Linked DNA regions of Muntiacus reevesi: region 1 is linked to region 2. The links are chromatin contacts, called in public Hi-C maps. All regions are on one chromosome and are shown on one strand. Each heading gives the region's core, a stretch centred on a gene start, on an enhancer-like site or on the middle of the called end of the contact. The rest is flanking DNA. Distances are from core to core; before and after follow the strand shown.

Region 1 (3,082 bases), core at 298-2,797, 190 kb after region 2:
CAGTTTGAAAGAATCAATTCTTCACCAGTCAGACTTCTTTATGGTCAGACTCTCATGTCATCCATCCTGTAAGGTCCATCCTGTATGGTCATCCATGACTACTGAGAAAACTATAGCTTTGACTATAGGGATCTTTGTCTGCAAAAGTGATGTTTCTGCTTTTTGAGAGCCGCCCAAGTAGAGCAATAGGAGAGAGCTGAGTTACTTGAATTAGGTTGCCTTTGAAGACCAGATACTGCTGGTCTTCTCTCGCCACTGTTGTACTATCCTAGAGTGGACACACTCCAGGTTTTTGTTTTTTTTTTTTTTAAACCAAATCCTGAGGAGCTGGCAATACTCTCCTCTTCCTCCTGAAAAGCAGAGACTGGCTGCCGGGAAATGGACACAGGAGGACCTGCCACCACTTTTCACAAGGTTATTACTGCATCCAATTCTTCTAAACCTTTAGTGGGTAGAAGTAGTCAGGGTGCAGCCTTGGATGGTCTGGCTTCAGGGTAAGGCTATGGAGGAGAAGCAGGCTCCAAGCCTGTGTTTTGGTAAGCTTAGCATCACCTTTCCATGAAAATAATTCACTCTATCTCTATTGAACAGTTACATCTCACATGTCTTTTATTTTCATTTATTTTTATTAGTTGGAGGCTAATTACTTTACAATATTGTAGTGGTTTTTGCCAAACATTGACTCACATGTCTTTTTTAATGAGACATTTGTAGAACCACAGCTCGATTCATTTTGATTGGAAATTAGTTCTCAGACTCCAGCCAGGCAGAAGAGACAGCTAATCATCTTTTGCTTTATCTACTACACATAAATGGGATTAGGATCCTTTTTCTGCAAAACCGTCATCTTCACCTACATGTACGTTTGTGCTCAGTCGCTTCAGTCCTGTCTGACTCTGCGACCCCATGAATTGTAGCCCGCCAGGCTCCTCTGTCCATGGGATTCTCCAGGCAAGAATACTGGAGTGGGTTGCCATGCGAGGATGGAACCCTGCGTCTCTTGTCTCTTGCATTGTTAGGCGGATTCTTTACCACCAGCGCCAATAAAGGGCTGGGAAGCCCTTTATTACAGGTTGAATGTAACCAAGGCCTTTTACGTTAACACTTATTTTTCAGGTATGCAGTTTTGTAAATTACTTAGATTTATTACAGTGTTTAGTTTTGAAATGTAAAGACTACTTGCAAAACGTTTTTGTGTTTACGTTTCCTTGCTACTGTAATGATAGTCACTACTTACAGAACGGTGTCTTTAAAAATACAGTTACTTAGGAATAAAAAAAATACAGTTACTTAGGAATAAAGCTGAGTCAATTTAAAGAAAGTATTAATTACACAATAACACCAGTGGTTTGCTGATAAAACAAAACTAAAGACATGGTGGAAGCCGAACTTGGAAAATAGGTTCCGCAGGGATGAACGAGCCGGAGCGAGAAGGCTACGGAAGCCGGGAATGTCAAGAAATTGGAAGAAAAGATGGCCCCGCCTCCCGAAGCGCGGCGCACTGCGCAGGCGCGGCGGCGCCCCTCTGGGGCGCAGTGCTCACTGCGCACGCGCGGCCGTCGGCGTGGTCCCCATGGAGCTGCTTTAGCAGACCAGGCGACGCCGCTAGCTTCCGAGATGAGCGCTGCCGAGGCCGACCGCTGGGCGTGGCTGCTGGTGCTCAGCTTCGTGTTTGGGTGCAATGTGCTCAGGATCCTCCTCCCGTCCTTCTCCTTCTTCGTAAGTGGCTCCCTGGCCCTCCAGGGACCGGTGGGGTCGCAGCTTCGGTCCTCGGCCAGCCTGCGGTGTACATAGGCGTCTCCAGCTGGCCGCCTGAGGGCCGGATTTAGCCTGCTGAGGCGTCTCGGTTGGGCTGTTCTGTGTTCTAAGATGTTTTTGAGTGTGCTAGCGTTTGAGTACAAAGCCTTACCCCTAAATCTGGATTTCTGGATTCTCGGTGGGAAAAACAAACCATCATAACCTGCCCACACTTGGCCACGTTTTCACGTGGCAGCAGCCCTAAGCCTGGAGTGCTCAGTGCCTTTCTGCCCGCCTCCACCCTCATTTCCGTTATCCTCTGGCCCCTGGGGGCAGAGAGCAGCCTTCGGGTGCTGAGGGTCAGGGCCCGCAGCTCTGCAGCCGGCAGCCGGGGCTCCGGGAGGTCCCGCCTTGTCGTGTGCAGTGTCTATTGTTCCAGGTCCCAGGGGACAGGTCTCAGGGTGCAGGGGCCCCCATTCTTGGGGCGGGAGGGGTTGGAGACAGCACAGACAGAGAATCTCAGTGCTCTTCGTGTTGTTTCCCGTACCCAGAGGAGCCACGGCCACCTGGGAGCCCTTTGAGGGGCGTTTTGCCCCATCATGAGTATAGTTCCTCGTGTTCAGTCGCCAGGACTGCTGTCGCTGTCATCCTATCTTCCTCTACCTCCCAGGGGAGGTGTCTGGCCCAGAGTCTGGTAGTTGTACTAAATCATCCAGCTGCTGACTGATGGCTGTAGAGTTGATCTTTGGTTTGTGATTCTCCAGGGTCTGCCCTTCTGGAGCATGAATATGGATGGGGTTGGGTGGCACATTTGATGGGAGGTGTGTGTGGGAAACGTAGGCAGCTGTTCCCCGGGGAAGGGCGCCCTCTGTATGCCCACAGTGGGACTGAGGAGCTGTCTGACTCAGACCCAGGCTTCAAAGGTGGGCTGCACCACACTGTAGCAGTATCCTGGGAACTCAGTTCTGCTATTCTCTCCTGATATAAATCTGCGGCGGCGGTGATGGTCGGGTGTTTAAAGCTAGACAAGATTTCTACTTCTTTTTCTTTTACTCTACCCTGGAAAAGAACCTGATGCTGGGAAAGATTGAGGGCTGGAGGAGAAGGGGGTGACAAAGGATGAGATGGTTGGATGGCATCACCGATTCGATGGACATGAGTTTGAGCAAGCTCCAAGAGATAGTGAAGGACAGGGAAGCCTGGCGTGCTGCAGTCCATGGGGTCGCAAAGAATCGGACACGACTGAGCGACTGAACAACAACTGGTATCCACTGAGTGCCTGTTTTATGTAAAACTCTATTCTAGGACCTTACCACACAAATTGCCCTGTGTGTGTGCTAAGTCG
Region 2 (2,906 bases), core at 13-2,512:
CCACAGGTATGATTCTGTATTAAGCAGAACGCAAACTTTAATTCTATAAAGAACATAATTAGCATTTTAAGGAAGCAACGGATTCAGGCAACAATAATTCATAGGTAAAACCGTTTGTTGCCCAGTTCATGGAGAACTGTACAAGAGAGATCAGGCTGTCCAGTTGATCCACAGATCAATCTATCTTAGCAACCAAAACAGTGGATCCCTTTACTGGAAATGCAGGTGACAGACACACACCTGAATAAAGGACACCAAGAGGGAGCAATCAGGCCAATCCAGACGGTGGGACATCCTACAGGGCACTCGGTCTCTCAAAGGGGGTGAGAAAGTTGGGGGACCGGGGCCGGGCCGGGGGGGGGGGGTCCTGCTCTAAATACATGGAAGTTCAAGAGATAAAACGTATGAAACTTAAGGTGTGTGCCTTGCCAGGGTTCTGACTTCCTCAAACCCACTGTAAAATGTCGCGTCTGAGACAACTGGATAAATCGGACCACGGACTGGTTACGTTACACAACATCCAAAAAGTATTATCAATTGTTAATATCTAAGAAAACACCTGTATTGTTTGATACGCATTCTGAAAACTGTAGAAGTGAAAGGCCACGGAGACTGGGACCCACCAAAGGGTGGAGAGAGATAAAATGTAGCAAAATCTTCCTAACTGTTGAATTTATGTGACTGGAGGGGCTTAACGTGCCACCTTACTGTTTCCTCTAATGTCTGTGTGTTTGGAAATAACACTTTAAAAAAAAAAAAAGACATATCTATCTGCTGCTAACACACGATGCTAACCAAAAAGTGAGGCGGAGAATACAGTTTTAAAGAGTTGTCTTATATCCATGAACCAAACACACGACAAACTTGGGGGAGGAAAACAGCCCCGCACCGTTGGAAAATGGATCACGCCCGCAGGAAACCACCAGCACCAATGCTGAAGGAAGCCTTGAAAGACGGCAGGAGCCGACGTCCCACCGAGCCGTCAGCAGGCCCGCGGGCCGCCTCCACCCGGCAGCCCCGCAAGGCCGGAGGCCTGGGGGAGGCCGGAGCAGCCGCAACCTCAGGGCCGGCGCGTCCGCTCCGATGCCCCAGGACCTCACCTCTTCCGCGCCAGCTGTCGCCGGACCTCCCTGTCCTCGGGAGTCTCCCTCCTCCCCTCCTCTTCCTCCTCCTCGTCCTCCGTCCCGGCTCGGCACGGCGTCCGCACCACCTCTCCGAAGAACGTAGCCGCCATGCCGTCCCTCACGCTCTCCCAGCCTAACTGCGGTCCCACTGAACCGCGCACGCGCCCCGCCCACGCGCCCGAGAGCACCGCCACGCCCCCTGCACCACCCCCGCGCACGCGCCCCGAGTCCTTGCGGCGGCGCAAACCCGGGGCCTTTTTCTTTCGCAGCCCGAGCCGGGTGGGGCCGCCGAAAAATCAGGTGACTGCCGACTAGAGAGGAGAGAAACAAGAGGCGAGCCGAGGGGTGGGGCCTCCCGTCCCCGCAGGTAACGAACCGGGCCGACCTGGGGCTCGACCGCCCGCGGCCCAGTCCGTACAGCTCCGGGCAGAGGCCAGCCCAGTTACCTTTCCTTCCTTAACTCCGTTTCCGTTTTCTTCCCCGTTAGGAGTGACAGGGTGAGCTTTGGTTTATTAAGCACCCGGCTTCAAACCGCGACCGCCCCAGGTAGGTGCCGGCCCGGCCCGGCGCGTCCTCGGGACAGTGGACAGAGGGCGGATGGACGGGCAGGAAAAAATACAGTGCTTCGCGGTGTTGTAAAAATGAGCCTTTACTCTGGCAATAGGAATTCACATTTCAAAAGCTGATGATCTGAAAGATTTCATGAGAATGCAAAAATAGTTGCTTCTTTTTAAAAACTTGGCCATCTCTGATACAAAATTTCGTTTTAAATAGCCTTTCATTAAGAAGAAACGTTATGTAATTATTTTTGAATTGGTTCTTTTTTTAACAGAGCACTAATCCATGCAGGAGAGAAAAGTGACACTATACCATAGCTTAAGTGAAAATATACAATATTGCAACGAAAAAAAAATCCATTTACCTACATTCAGTTGTGCTGAAACTAGAGGGCATTTGCTTACATCCTGGAACCCTATCAATAAATAAGTCACAAAGTTAAGTACTAATATGGGGTCGGGGGTGCCTCTTGAGATTAGAAAAAATCGCAAATCTGTTGCTAGAAACATCTTGCTTTTAGATGTGGAGAAACTGTCAACAAAAACATTTCCCTAAAATCAGTTATTTAGCAATTTTACACATTACTGCAAAATAATATATTGGGTTTTGAAGCAAAATATGAACATTAAAGTATAAACAATAAGACTAACTATCTAGTTCGCGCTTAGGAAACTCTGGCTATTGTTAGCACGCTAGAATAGACAAGATTACCAGTGTAATATTTTAAAATTGCATTAACACTTCTGGGCTACAGTTTGGGCACAACTTTGTCTTAGTCCTTTTGTTGAATAAAATAACATCACTTTTACCAGTAAGATCTTCAATATGATTTCAGTTACATTATGAAGAAGTCACTTGTGGAAAGCTGATTAAAAATCATAAATAGGGTAATGATAGTACATTTAGTCATGATTAAAATTCTGCATACATTTCAGAGAGATTTTTACAAGAATATTAAATTTTAAACAAATACTTATTTCATGCAGTTACAATAAATTTAGGCCAAGCACTTAAAAAAAGGCAAGTATATGTTCAAATCAAATACTCAACCAGAAAAGGGATTCCATTATGAAAGAAGGCTAATGGTACAATCTCAAGTGCTAACAGAAATTAACACCACCACAGAAAATTATAACTTCAAAATGAAATCTTCACGACACTAAAACGGTCAAAAAACTGCATAAAATACTCGAGATTTTTAACATTTTACGGCATTTGTTGAGG

What was found. A called contact is a pair of places that touch in the nucleus more often than the background predicts.
Region 1: a Hi-C map of muscle shows a contact between it and region 2, with 3 times the contacts expected there. The contact joins the promoter of GET1 here to the promoter of PSMG1 in region 2. A contact is called at or near these places in 2 of 3 Hi-C or Micro-C datasets (blood and muscle).

Annotation. Positions count from the first base shown.
Region 1 is chr8:19,341,939-19,345,020 of mMunRee1.1, forward strand. GET1 (guided entry of tail-anchored proteins factor 1) reads left to right here and starts at 1,548. Exons shown (of 5, transcript XM_065943470.1): 1 at 1,548-1,719. The coding sequence starts at 1,618.
Region 2 is chr8:19,150,987-19,153,892 of mMunRee1.1, forward strand. PSMG1 (proteasome assembly chaperone 1) reads right to left here and starts at 1,263. Exons shown (of 7, transcript XM_065943077.1): 1 at 1,101-1,263. The coding sequence starts at 1,234. BRWD1 (bromodomain and WD repeat domain containing 1) reads right to left here. Exons shown (of 42, transcript XM_065942844.1): 42 at 1,710-2,906. It overlaps LOC136173316 (a long non-coding RNA gene), which reads left to right and starts at 1,389. Exons shown (of 3, transcript XR_010664209.1): 1 at 1,389-1,491; 2 at 1,612-1,670.